Regions from separate parts of the Sus scrofa genome. Here region 1 is linked to region 2. The links are chromatin contacts, called in public HiChIP or PLAC-seq maps. All regions are on one chromosome and are shown on one strand. Each heading gives the region's core, a stretch centred on a gene start, on an enhancer-like site or on the middle of the called end of the contact. The rest is flanking DNA. Distances are from core to core; before and after follow the strand shown. Region 1 has its middle 140 kb from the start of RPS12. Region 2 overlaps EYA4 (eyes absent homolog 4).

The links. HiChIP or PLAC-seq counts read pairs in DNA pulled down with a chosen protein or histone mark.
Region 1: a contact with region 2 is called in an H3K27ac HiChIP or PLAC-seq map of skeletal muscle, with 7 times the contacts expected there. The contact joins two enhancer-like sites. A contact is called at or near these places in 4 of 47 Hi-C or Micro-C datasets (psoas muscle and skeletal muscle) and 1 of 2 datasets of contacts at active chromatin or transcription factors (skeletal muscle).

What each region holds. Positions count from the first base shown.
Region 1 is chr1:30,784,809-30,791,540 of Sscrofa11.1, reverse strand. No RefSeq gene overlaps it. Among named protein-coding and RNA genes, the nearest start is that of RPS12, 140 kb to the left of the region's middle. Within about 2 kb of position 4,475, at least 1 of the 83 cell types and tissues checked has an H3K27ac peak or open chromatin away from gene starts, as enhancers often do. A contact at or near this core is called in skeletal muscle, where this site is marked.
Region 2 is chr1:30,346,049-30,352,679 of Sscrofa11.1, reverse strand. The region is part of intron 3 of EYA4 (eyes absent homolog 4); the gene reads left to right. Among named protein-coding and RNA genes, the nearest start is that of EYA4, 230 kb to the left of the region's middle. Within about 2 kb of position 5,274, at least 1 of the 83 cell types and tissues checked has an H3K27ac peak or open chromatin away from gene starts, as enhancers often do. A contact at or near this core is called in skeletal muscle, where this site is marked.

The sequences.
Region 1 (6,732 bases), core at 3,226-5,725, 440 kb before region 2:
TCCGTAATGTTTTTCACCAAGAATCACTAAATATTCTTGACCTCCATCAAATCATGCTCTTTTTTCCTCAGTCATCTTTCATAATCTGAATGTACGTTAGGATGGAGACTGTATGAGCTTGTCTTTTTTCTTCTAGGAATTAGCTGCCACTCAGGACTTATCTCCTGGGCAAACATTCTTCGCAAGAGAAATGAATGGATAGCAGTTGCCTGTTAAGTAAGTGGCATTTTTATTGTCTCATTTAGAAATTGTGAAAAACAACAGGTCATTTGTTGTTTCATTCTTCTGTGCTCTTCTGGGTTTTGTTTTTGTTTTTTGAATTCACCCTTTGTGGAGTTTCTTGGATTGGGCATTTATCCATATATCCCCTTTTTTAAAAAATTAATTTTATTACATTTATGGGTGCACACGTCGATCCCTTTTAACATATACATTGACAGGAAATGTGTGGGTGGCTCTAAATTCCCACTGTGGACATCGACTGACATTAAAAAAAATTCCATTCATGCCTTGAGATTAATGGAAAAATCAGTGCTTTTAAAAACTGTTTTATTTCCAAGATGTTTGCCTGCCAAAACGGAATGTGATTTAGTGCAGGTAATTCGGAGTTATGTGTAGAGGGAGTTGGGGTGAATGGTTTATCAGACTCACACTCCTACAGTCCAAAACTTTTAGTTTTGTGTATTGTGCAAATAGATTGGCAAACATCATGTTCATAACCATTCTGGGTTTCTTCCTGGCGTGGTTCAGGCCATGAATCACATTTTCAGTTTCTAGGTTGAGGGGTAGATAGTTGGTGTCCAAAAGAATAACCGCCTTTTTAGATCTTTTTTAGTTTTTTAATTTTACTTTCCCACTATTCATGAATCTTTTGTTTCATTCCCCTTTTTTTTTTTTGGCTTTTTAGGGTCGCCCCCGAGGCATATGGAGATTCCCAGCCTAGGAGTCAAATCAGAACTGTAGTCACTGCCTACACCACAGCCACGGCAATGCCAGATCTGAGCCATGACTCTGACCTACACCACAGCTCGTGGCAACACCAGATCCTTAAACCATTGAGCAATGCGAGGGTTAAGAATCCAGCTTTGCTGTGAGCTGTGGTGTAGGTTGCAGACACAGCTTGGATCCCAGTTGCTGTGGCTCTGGCGTAGGCCAGTGGCTACAGGTCCGATTTGACCCTAGCCTGGGAACCTCCATGTGCCGCAGGCGCGGCCCTACAAAGACAAAAAGACCAAAAAAAAAAAAAAAAAAAAAAAGAAAAAAAAAAAAAAACAAAACAGGAGTTCCCATCATGGCTCAGCAGAAACAAATCTGACCAGCATCCACGAGGATGTGGTCCAAGGAAGAACTCCCTGAGAACAAATATTTACACTGAAATCTGAAGGATGACATGGCGCCAGCCAAATGGGGAAGGTAGGGGGGAGGCAATGTTTCAGGAAGTGGATATATAGACGTGAGCTATCCACACGGTGAGCCCCCCAAATCTAGTAAGTCTGGATATAGACAGCAAGATGGAGAGTAGCTAGAGAGGGGTTGGGGTAGACAGAAGATGACCATAAGCCACATTAAAGAGTTTGAATCCATTGGTTACCATGTTGGTCTTCTCTACAGATGAGCTGTTTGAATCGTGGGCCATATTCTATCTTTGTACCCCAGAGTTCCTCACAATGATGAACATGTGGTAAAAGAATATTTATTTTTAAAAGGAAGGAAGGAATGAAAGAAAGGGAAAGAAAAAAGGACAGTAAAGAATTTAAGAATAAAAAAAGAATTTAAGAATGGATTCCTATATATAAACATTGAAGAAAACTTGAGTATGAGACATTGTGTTAACCATTTTTAAGAGTAAGAGTCATGGTTTCTTGGCTAAGGTTTCAGAATCTGGGTTTTGAAATAAAGCTTTAACATATTCTAGAACTTCAGGCAAATCTTTGCTCTCAGGACATGTTTCCTCTTCTGCAAAATGATATATTCCATGTATCATCATCTCTATCTCAGAAATCCAATAATTCTATAAAAAGAGCTTTTGAATGAGTGTAGGGCAGATTTCTGTCATTCAGAGCCCAATTGGTTGCAAATTGCAGTGTGATTCTTGTGGATGCCACATCATGAGGAAAGGATCATGGGAAGGGTCCGTTTTCAGGAGGGTATATGCCAACATACATAATCTAAACTTTCTGATTCATCTTTGATGGAATAATCATCCTACTTCTAACAATATAGTTTGAAGAGCTATTTTTCTTCAAATTTATATTCAGTAACGCCCTCAGCATTTCTTAAATTACTAGTGTCAGTTAAGACAAGAACAAAACAAGAATGTTAAAAATACATTGTGTCTCCATGCCATTGCCACAAAAACTGAACAGCCAAATTGCCAACAAAGGCCTTCTTTTCAGGGAAGATAATTTGCATGTGGGGCTTCATTCAAGTACTTTGAAAATGTGTCCAAGGAAACATAGCAATTGAGACGATTATCAGAAACTGGTTGTATTTCATTCTAAATCACTAATTTCCAAGACACTTTTGGTAAGCTAGAGGAGGATCAAGGGAGAATATTTGGAACCTATCCTTTCCTTGAACATACAAGAAAGTTTGGATTATTCTCTAGTTTGATTCATGGCATCTTGATCTACTGCCCTGTTGTGTTCCTCCATGTTTGCAGGTGAAATTTACATTATTAGGTTTAGAACTGGGAAGAACTTTGGTGGGTGTCTATTTGGAAGACAGTTTTAGTATTTAGTAGACATTGTAGCTGATAGTTTGGAGAATAAGGTTGGAAGTCTATGGAGCCAGTGGGCTTGAACATAATTTTCTTTAAGGATTTTCCGGAAGGGAGTAAGAAGCAAGAATCGAGGCCAGATCAGTGTCATACAGGTACAGACAAATCCCATATCTTGGTATTGATGATATAGTTGAAATAGTGAGGGAAGAACGCAGGGCTTGAAGTCCAGCGTCACCTGCAAGGTCTTGACTCAAATTGCATGACCTTGGGGTGTTCCCTTGATCTCCCTGGGCCTCATTGTCCTCTTCTGTATGAGGAATGAGTCAATCCACAGGAAGCCCAAGATGTCTCAGTTCTAAGGTTCTAAAGTCTCATTTCCTACAAACTCAGGAAGACAAGCTTATTTACAAAAAATTTTAAAATTGCCTATTGTGCTTCTGAGTGAAAAATCGTAGGGAGTCAAGCTTATTCTAATAAAAATGTTCATACCTTTTATTTCAGGAAAGACTACCAATTTTAGTCAAAAGATGTATAATAGCTTCTAGATTGTTAATTATCTTCTCACTTTGGGAGAGCTTCATTTACTTTCCCCAATGAGTGTTCTTTTAGTCTTTAAGCCCGAATGTGAAGAATCAATCACTCGATTACAAACACTTTTGACTGTTTTCCTTCACACAAACACGTGTACTCCCACACATCCATCCATCCATCCATCCATCCATCTATCTATCTATGTAATTATATTTATGTATATATGTTTGATTCACTATTTGAAATATTTTTACTGCTGAGAGCTTACAACTCCTTCATGGTTTAAGGAATAATGTTTTTCAGGCACAAGCATGCACAACAATGCTATTAGCTTGTGAAGAGTGAAACAAAAAGACATCAGTACAGTCTGGAATTTCTAGGCAAATTACTCCAGGAAGTCAGCATTCCCTAGAGTAGACTTCAGTCTGTCTATGTTAACACTTCGCCAGAGATTCATCGTTCAAGTTTGCCAGACTCAGTTTAAGACTAGAGACCTCAACATATCATGAAACCATTAATAACAATGAATTATCTTTCTGATTGTGTTTGCTTGCTTCTACCCTGTACTCCTGGTATGAACTTTCTACTCCTGGAGAGGAGGTGTCTAGACTCCTCGTCTATAAAATGAGAGCAAAATGGGATTCTGCCTACAAAAGAAAGAGGCTGTAAGAAACACATTTCCAAAGGATTCTTAATTCTCAGGGGAACGCAATACATACATGTAACTTGTATTTTAAAAAATTGAGTCTTCATTGATGACCCCCCAAAACTGGTGTGATTTATACTAAAATACATTAAGGGCAATAAAGCAGAAAAATCGTGAATACAAGAGTAAGAAGAACCAACCGACTGTAAGGGGAAAAAGAGCAGGAGTCTTTTGTTTGTTTTTAATGTTGTTCTGTCTCTTTTGTTTGTTTGTTTTTGAGGAACTGAAGATTAAGCACCAAATCATTACCCTCGGGACGTTTTATACCTGACAAAATTTGTTTCACTGAGGAGTAGGTCAGTTCGGTGGCCTTACTATGGGATGTGAGAGTCTCTGACTTGGAGGCAGCTGAGCCTGGCAAGTAGTAACTATCAGCAGTTACCATCTGACAGTTATTCTGTGGCTTAAGAAAAAATGGCTTGTGGTCACAGTCCAATCCCTGCTGGACAGGTATCCACATCATAAGAAACCACCACGAAATCTGGCACCGAGACGAACTATTATTGGCAGCAAAGAGAGAAGGGCCTGAATCAGCATTCAGACTTGAGATCCCTGACCATCTAACCTGGTCACTTGGGGTCAGGGCTGAGGGAGGCAGGCTTGCAGGGTAAAATGGGAGCAGAGAAGGGCCCATGGCCTGAGAGCCTCTGACAGTCTATGGACAAAGCAACCGTTCTGACTTCTAGGCTTTCTCATCTGGCACAGGTTCATGCACTTACTTTCACAAAGAAAAGGAAATTCCCTCTCCCTTTATAATGAATATGATTTTTATCAGCCAGTTGAAAAATATAAGCAGATCCTACAGGCACCATTACTCTCTCATGGTCTATCTAAGCACTCTGGGTTGTTTTAAGCACAGTCACTGCGCTGAGATATCTCGCATTTTTACAGAATGGCAGAGTGATGATGAAGAAAAGCATGGAAACCCAGGCCCCGAGCTCCCTCCGCAGTGAAAGTGTGCCTTGCAGTGAGATGGCAGGTTCATGGGTAATTCCTGCTGCCCATCTCAAGGGCAACAGAGGACCGGTGGTTCTTCTATCCAGAGAGCAGAGCTCTCAAGGCCTTATTTTTCTTAAATTTGATGTCCTCATAGGCCCCAGTATCTACTGCAGAGAAGCATAAATGGCTTATTCTTCCAGTAGGAGCTCCATTTGCTTCCTTCGTGTCTCCATAGCTGGTTATTTTTAATCAACACACAGTTAAATTCATCCAGAATGGAGAGAGCATACTGATGGATCAAAGGTGTTCCCAGGGCATTGCCACCAATATGTCAACAGGAGAATTTACCTGGCCCAGGGGGCCCAACAGTCATTAAACAGGGTAGCAGTCTGGGGCGCCACTGAGCTCCACGGAATTATAGTTAACGTTGACCCTGGTAGGGTGGGTGAGGGTGGGTGCACCTCCTGCTGGTCAATAAATGAGGTAAATTTAATGGCAGCCTTTGAGGTGAACCAATGTTTTATTCCTTGGCCAAGAGTGAAAAACGCGGCTGGCTGGAGGGAGCGGAGGGTGATATTTAGGAGTGTGGAGAGGCAGGCAAAATGCTCGTAAAGAGCTTGGAAAATGCTTATAAACGTGGTTGAGAAGAGAGGAGGCATTGGAAACAAAAGCAGATTTTCCAAACCAAATCTCTGAGATGCAATTATATTTCTTTCTTTCTTTCTTTCTTTTTTTCTTTCTTTTTTCTTTTTTTTCTTTCTGGAGACACGTTCTGGTTGAACTGTGTGGTACAACTGCTAACAGCCTTTTGCCAGAAGGAGTCAAGTAAGCATGGCAAAGAAATGTTTTTCTCCTTTAGGGAATATTGACTTTTCTCTTTCCTGTGACTATTTTTTTTTTTTTTAACCCTACCTGGAAGCAGTCATAGTTGTTATAATCACATTGAACTGGATGCATGAAAATGAATCGGCCTTGAAAGGGCTTAGCATTAGTAGCCCATGGTAAAGTCACTGTAGTCAACATAGAATAATTAAAGTTTTCTGAGTTTTGTCTTTTTTCCTTCACATTGTATTTGGTTAATTTCTTTGGATAGTCACAACGTTTGGCATTTAAATGAAAGATGTATCTGCTTTTACACTAAATCAAAGACATCTTTTTACTATGTTCAACAGAGCCTCAAAGTGAAAGGAACAGAATATAATTATAAACAAGAAAAAGTGGGACTGACACGATTAAGGCAAATATAATCTAACTGTAAATTGTCATGATTGAGAGTAGAATCTAATTCCCAGTGGTTCATGATACTTAAAATATAGTTATCTGTCTTTCCATAACAACAAACAACAAAAATGATTTTCTTTACTTTTTCATCTTAACTGACTTTCGACTCACAGAGTTTTCCTGTAAATGATTTTTAAATTGAAGGAAAGGTATGGGAAAAGGCTCAATAAACTCCTAGTGCTTTCCCATTTAGGAAACACCAGAGCATACGTTCTCTGATATTTCTGGTAATTTAAATTAGTCATGTGCAAAGGAAACACTTGGCCTCTCTTAAACACTTAAATACTTCTTATTTTACTGGTCTGTTTCCTCACAATAATGAAAGTAGAAGTCCTTATTGTTTCTAAATCCTTCAATTTGGAACAGGCTAGGAGTTGATAATATTTATGCCAATAGAGCGTCTGATTAATGCTACTTAAATAAAATCTGCATAGTCCCTTAAGTCTCAAGAAAGCAGTGTGTTAAAGCTATAAAGTGACAGTAATGAGTTTTTGGATTGCTTTTCCCCCTGGTGAGCAGCAAACTGTGTTCTACTGGGGAAGGTTCCCAGAGT
Region 2 (6,631 bases), core at 4,025-6,524:
AGGACAACCCACAAAAAAGTCTGAAAATTAACGTCTAATATGACGTCAAGAAACCAGGAAAGAGTAGTTGTATCAGTTAAGATGGTTTCAAGTGCAAGTAATAGAGAAGCTGACCCAGCTAGCTTTAAACAATAAGGTAATTTATTGGTTCACATAACTGGCATTCCAGAGGTAGAATGGCTTTGGAGTAGTTGATTAAGGAGCTCAATCACTTCATGGAGAAAGCACTTTTCTTTATCTCCTTTTGCTATGCCCTCCAGAGTTTTGGATTTGCCCTAAGTCTGTTTCTGCTGTGGGGATAGAATGACGGGGGGTAGGAATCAGAATTCCCTCATTCATACCCAGCTGAAGAATGCAGTCTGGGTCTGGAAGTTCTCCTGGAAATGTGGAGAGGAACTTACCCACAAGTCTCCAGCAAAGTATTCCTTGGGTCCTGTTGGCACAAATGGTTATCTTATGATTCCTGAAACAGTCATTCACTTCCAAGAAGAATCAGGCTGCCACCTCCTCGAACTGAGGGTAGATTTAGCTTTCCCCAAGACACTGGGCTCTGTTGGTAGGAAATGAATACTTGGACAAAACTGAAGATTCTTTTAGGTAAAAGGAAGTGGAAAATGGTGAGCCCATAACCGGGCAACAGGACAATGGCAGAAGTATTAGGAAAGTCTAGGAGGAAGAAAGTTTGAGGAGGAACCATTCACAGTGCGAAGTGCCAAAGAGGGGCCAAACTAAGACTTAAAACCATAAAGCTCATTCAGGTAGCAATGAGGAGGACTCATTACTAGGTAGCCTCTGGAAACCAACTGAAGCAGAGAGAGGATGTGCGTGAGGTGAGAAAGAAAATATGAAGCATTGACTCTTCTTTGAAGAGTTGGGTTTTGAAAAGAAGAGCAGCTCAAGGGGGAAAATAAGAAGAGTGGTTTTTGTAACCATCAATTAAATGTTTCAAAGTCTAGTCAGTCTGTGGTTCCTGATCAGGTTCTGCTGAAGGCTAGTCAAGTGAACTTTGTCAACTTGCCAAGCCCTCTTGGATTCTCATCACTTTAAAGGGAGAAAGAGAAAGCTGTGGGCTTTTTGTTTTGCATTTGGTTTTTGATCTCACTGAGTTGGTAAATTTCAGAAATATTTTTAAAAAGAATATAATGTTTTTATTTTAGGGATGTGTGTATATGTGTGCGTAGGAGAGATTTAAATGTTGTACACCACTGAGGCTTCAAGGAATATGTTTGAGGACTGAAAATAGCGTATTTCTGCACCATAGCACGTCATTGCTTGGTGCTCTGGTCTAAATATTTGTGTCCCCCCACTCAAAATTCATATGTTGAAATCCTAACGTCCGGAGAGGATAGTATTGGAAGATGGGCCTTTGAGAGGTGCTTAGATCGTGAGGGTGGAGCCTTCGTGGATGGAAATAGGTGCCTTTATAAAAGAAGCTCCTGAGGATTCCTTTGCCCCTTCTACCATGTGAAGACACAGCAGGGAAGCACAAAACATAAACCCTCACCAGGAACTCGGCCCTGCTGGTGCCTTGATCTCCTATCATCCCAACTGTGAGCAATACATATCTGTAGCTGATAAGCTACCCAGCCTGTGGTATTTTGTTAGAGGAGCCTGAACGTACTAAGATACTTGGTCTTAAGCTAAAATTTGGATTTTGCAAAGGATTCAAGAAAATGTTTAACTTCATAAAAACTGTTTTTATTAAAACGATAGAAAAGCACAGTACCTGATACATGCTAGGCACTCATTAAAATAATTATTAAATTATCCTTTTCTTCAAATTTAATGATGAAAAAATATTAGAGATTCTCTGTCAATCAAATTGTAAAATTCTTCATATATTTTTAAATTATCAGTGAATTGATTCTAAACAGCAAAACTGTGTCGCAGAAAACCAGTGATATTGAGGTGCGTGATCAAGCCTTGGTAACTAGGACTAACCAAGTTAGTCAGTTGAAGTTACTGGGACATCAGTTCACACATACAGCAGCTATTAATTGAACACTTATGTATCAGGTGCAAGTCTAGGCATAGCAGTGAACAAAAACTCCCTTCCTCTCATGAACATATGTTCTAGAGGGAGGAAGAATTAACTAATAAATTAATATGTATTTAGTCAGGGGAGATAATTGAAGTAGAATAAAGCAGGATTATAAATGGTATAATTACAGTTTAAATTGGATGGTGGGTAATTATTGGCTGGGGCTGTTGCTGTCTTGTAAGGGCAGCAGGGAAAGGCTCTCTGAAAAGGGGACATCTGAGCAGGTGACAGACAAGGAGGATGGCCAGGGGAGTGGTGTTCCGGGGAAGAGGGAAGGAAATCAAGTGCAGAGGCCCTGCTCTGGGAGCTTGTTGGGAGTGTTGGGAGATGGGCAGGGCAGGGTTGGGGGGAGAGTGTGCTATGGGGTGGAGATGCTCCATGAGTGAGGGAATCACTTGGGAGCCAAGGTCTGAGAAATGGGACATCAGTGTTAACACGTGAGGAGGTGAATGACCTGAGAGGCCGGCCAGATGAGGAATTTGGGAATTACTTTAAGAAGGAGGGGAAGGCATGAGAGGGTTCTGAGCAGAAGACGAACTTGGTTTGAGTTGGCAAACCTCCACTGTAACTACCCTGGGGAGAATAGGCTGTCCTAGGGCAAGAGTGAAATTGAAAGATAAAAACATACGCAACTTTCTTTTTACCTTTTTTTTTTTTTTTTTTTTTGGTCTTTTTAGGGCTGCAACTTTGGCATATGGAAGTTCCCACACTAGGGGTAAAATTGAAGAGATAGCCGCCAGCCTGCAACACAGCCACAACAATGCCAGATTCAAGCCACGTCTGCGACCTACACCATGGCTCCCAGCAACACTGGATCCTTAACCCACTGAGCGAGGCCAGGGATCAAACCCACATCCTCATGGATACGAGTTGGGTTCATTTTTGCTGAGCCAGGATGGGAACTCCCTCTTTTTACCTCTAAGATATACAGAATAAAAATGAAGCTACCCACCTAGGAAGTTTGTCCAAATAATAGGTCTGAGAAATCCACTCTAATAAATAGGTAAGACTGGTTTGTAGTTATTGGCGTGGTAACTATTCATATAGAAATCATCCAGGGGACGATAGTGAGCCATTCTGCGTCTAACCTACTTACATATTTGGTGAACCTTGCTTTGTAGCAGGTAGAATGAGAGGCACACCCTCCCCCTTTAGCATTGACGAATTCCAACAAATTATTGAATTTAGTGCCCTAACAAGTAATGGCATTATGTTATTTTACTGTAGAGGGAGAATTACATTGTAGGTATTTTTGTCAAGCTTTTCGGTACCATTCAATGCTTTTAAGTTCAGAACATCGTGTGTTCCCCTCGAATGTTCATGGTTAGAACACATCTAACTTCATGCAATGTTTAAAAATATTTTGGCAGTGAGACTCATGGGACAATGACCTCAAAGCTTCTCTCATCCTGCATTTTATAGGGTACCAGCAACTTACTTCTGAATTTAGGTGCAGCCACCCATATTTGCCAGGCAGAAGTTACAGAATGATTTCGCTTTGGAAAAGAGAAAAGAAAAGATTGTACACGAGCCTACAAAACACTCTTCAATTTGCTTAATATTTTTTTGCCAAGCTTTTTGTCCCAAGGGCTGACCATGGAGCATTCTTCCACCCCCACTGCCCCACAGCTTTTGCAAACCACCAGTCCTTTCCTAAGGGACCTTAACAGATGAAGCATTGAATTCTCTAGTCACTGTTACCTCCCACCTGGGAAAAAGACAGCCCTGTAATTGAATCCCAGCATATGCAGTGTCATCCCTCCCGCCTGCCCCTCTGGTGCTGCGCAAATTAAAAGATCTCTAAGGCTCAGCCTGCCTTCCAGCTGCCAGCCCCTGGTAGACATGAGGGAGCCAGAAGGGACCAGGTGGGGCAGTTTTGAGTTGCACTGAACACACAGCACAAGGAGGTTGGCCGTAACTTCCCAATGAATATTTATACCAGCCCCATTTCTCATCTTGCTCTTTGGCATGGATCAGAGTGCTGAGCTCCTGCTGATTTCAAGGGCCCCGCATTGTGTTTGGACCTGCTCCGTGAAGTATTACGTCAGATGAGAAATGGGCCCCAGGCTCCCATCCCTAAGACGGCTGGTTGACTTTTTTTTTTTAATGGGGACTATCATGTTATGGGGTCATAAGGATGGGGCAGTGGGGAGTTTCCTAACATCCCCTGGCATGGCTGTTCTGTGACTCACACAGAGCCTCAACCTCAGCTTCCTGTGGAGTGGAAATTTAATTGCTTGTAGTACGAGCTTCACAGAAGTCTGGTTGGTATATTGGTATAGTACTGCATTTTCTTCATCGTTTTCTTAGAGGTTTTATTTTTGTTTGCTAAGGTCAGGCACTTATCACAGGGCTCCCTCCTCACATTTCACATTCTGATCCCCCGTGGCAGGTGCTAACTTCCTTGCGTTCAAAGTGAATGGGTTGAGTAACCTCATAAAGATACAGAATGTCTTGGCATCGAAAGGAAAAGAGTACAGGATGCCTGTCTGTGGAAGACTTGCAGGGTTATTTAGAGAGCCCTGTAAACCTGAGACATTATTTGGAAAACCATCCATACACACACACCCCCATTAACTTTTCCTAGGTAGTAGATCACAGACTTAGATTCATGTTCCTGATCCCCAGTCCAGTGTTATGTGTAGTTTAGCATCAGATTTGCTCAAGGGAAATCATTTTTTTCATTGTTTCTTCATATGACCTTATAAACTTTAGACCAGTGACCTTTTTGTGAACTGTTGATTCTAAAATTACATTCTAAAAGCATCTCAAAAAAAAAAATCGCATGATCTCCTTAGATGACTAAATGTAAGTAATTAGAAAGAGGGCTGTGATCATGAAAATCCAGCATAAGTTCTCTAAGCAAAAGCCATACCAGAGTATCCACAGACTTTTCATGACAGCAATACCGGAAAAAACAAAGGCATGCATTATATTCTTAGTACATACAGGATTAAACAACATGAGTCTCAAAGGATCTTGATATATTTCTGAGGAAAAGGTAAAAAAATAGAGATTGAAAGATAGTACTGCTATTAGCTCAATGACTATTTCCCAGTGATAAAGATCTAGAGCTATAATGCTGGTGCCTTCTTCAAGACCTGTTCTTGACATTGGCCTGTTCCTCATGTTTATTGTGATTTGGCCATGCATGCATGCCAAGAATGTTTCTGGGTGTCATGGCACCAGGAATATACTGAGCAGCAGAGTCAGACTCGAACAGGATGAGCTGAAACTGGACACAGTCCAACAAGATAGCATTTAAGAGGAACACGTGGAAAGCTGTTCCAGATACCAACTGCAAGTGTTGTGGCTGAGAAAAAACAAGGCTCTAAAGCATCACACGGGACAGATCACAGGGGTTTGGTTGGCTAGGTTTCAGCATTTGTTCATACTGTAAAGTGTCTGATAGCAAAGCTAGCGTCCTTTTCAACTATATTGACGGATCAGAGTGACAGTTGTGATATTCTTGCTACATTTTATACCTTTATGGACTCCGAGTTGGGACATTCCTCTTTGATGTTTGAAGGGCAGTTATGGGAAAGAAAATTTAGACTTGACCCATGTCAGTGGGTTAAATTGCTTTTGGGTCCAAAGTTGCAGAAACCATGGAGGAGAAGACTTTCTGATAAAAAGAGTGGGCTGAAAATGAAATGAACTGCTTCTTAATGATTTCCCTGATACTGCAGATTTTCACACAGACAAATCAGACAGGTATTGACAATGTTGCAAAAGTGATTGTGGTAAAAACCAACGTTTATTAAGATGCATTATGTGCCAAATTCTGTGGAATTTGCATGTGTGATCTTATTTAATTTACTCAGTCCCCCACTGGTGGGTATCATTAACTCCATTTTGAACCTTAAGTCCAAAGACTGGTAAGATGGAGTTTAAAACCCAGGTTTCAGTCTGTAGTACAAGCCCTTAACACTGGATTCATAGTCTTGCTCATGAAGTGGTATTTTTGCATTCAAGGACATTGAGTATCCCTTCAGACCCCCAAATCCCATCATTTTCATAGGAAGCCATCGTTACTTTGCATATTATGCCAATGCTTTGCTCTTTTAAACATTCATTTGCTCATTCAACATTCTAGCATTGACTGACCCTCAGTCATTCATCCAGTAGTATGTTTGATCGTTATTGGCAGTTTTTTCCTTAGAAAGAATCTATATATTTCTTGGTATAACTAATCACGTTAGATGTTTTGATCGTGGCATTATGGCTTTATTCTTCTGCTTGCTAGAGAGAATAATTTCCTGCTTCATTAACCAAGGTTTGTAACTGATCTGGCAGAAACTTGAGTCCAGTACTATTCAAATAATGAACTCATTGGGCTTTTTCCCTTCTGTTTTCGAAGTAAAGCAGGGGGAAGCTTTGAAAATCTAAAATTAGAGAAATGCTTCAAAGGTACATTTTTAAAATACTTACTCACATTTCTTGGGTGGGGAGAGCATGTTTTGTGGGGATATCTGTTAGAGTCATTGTGAGGAGAGGGCCAGAGCTGCAGGTCTCAAGTCTGGAGCTGTAAGGAAGCCCTGGAAAGGAAGGACCGCAAAAGTGTCCAGAGAACAGCGTGTCCATGGCTTT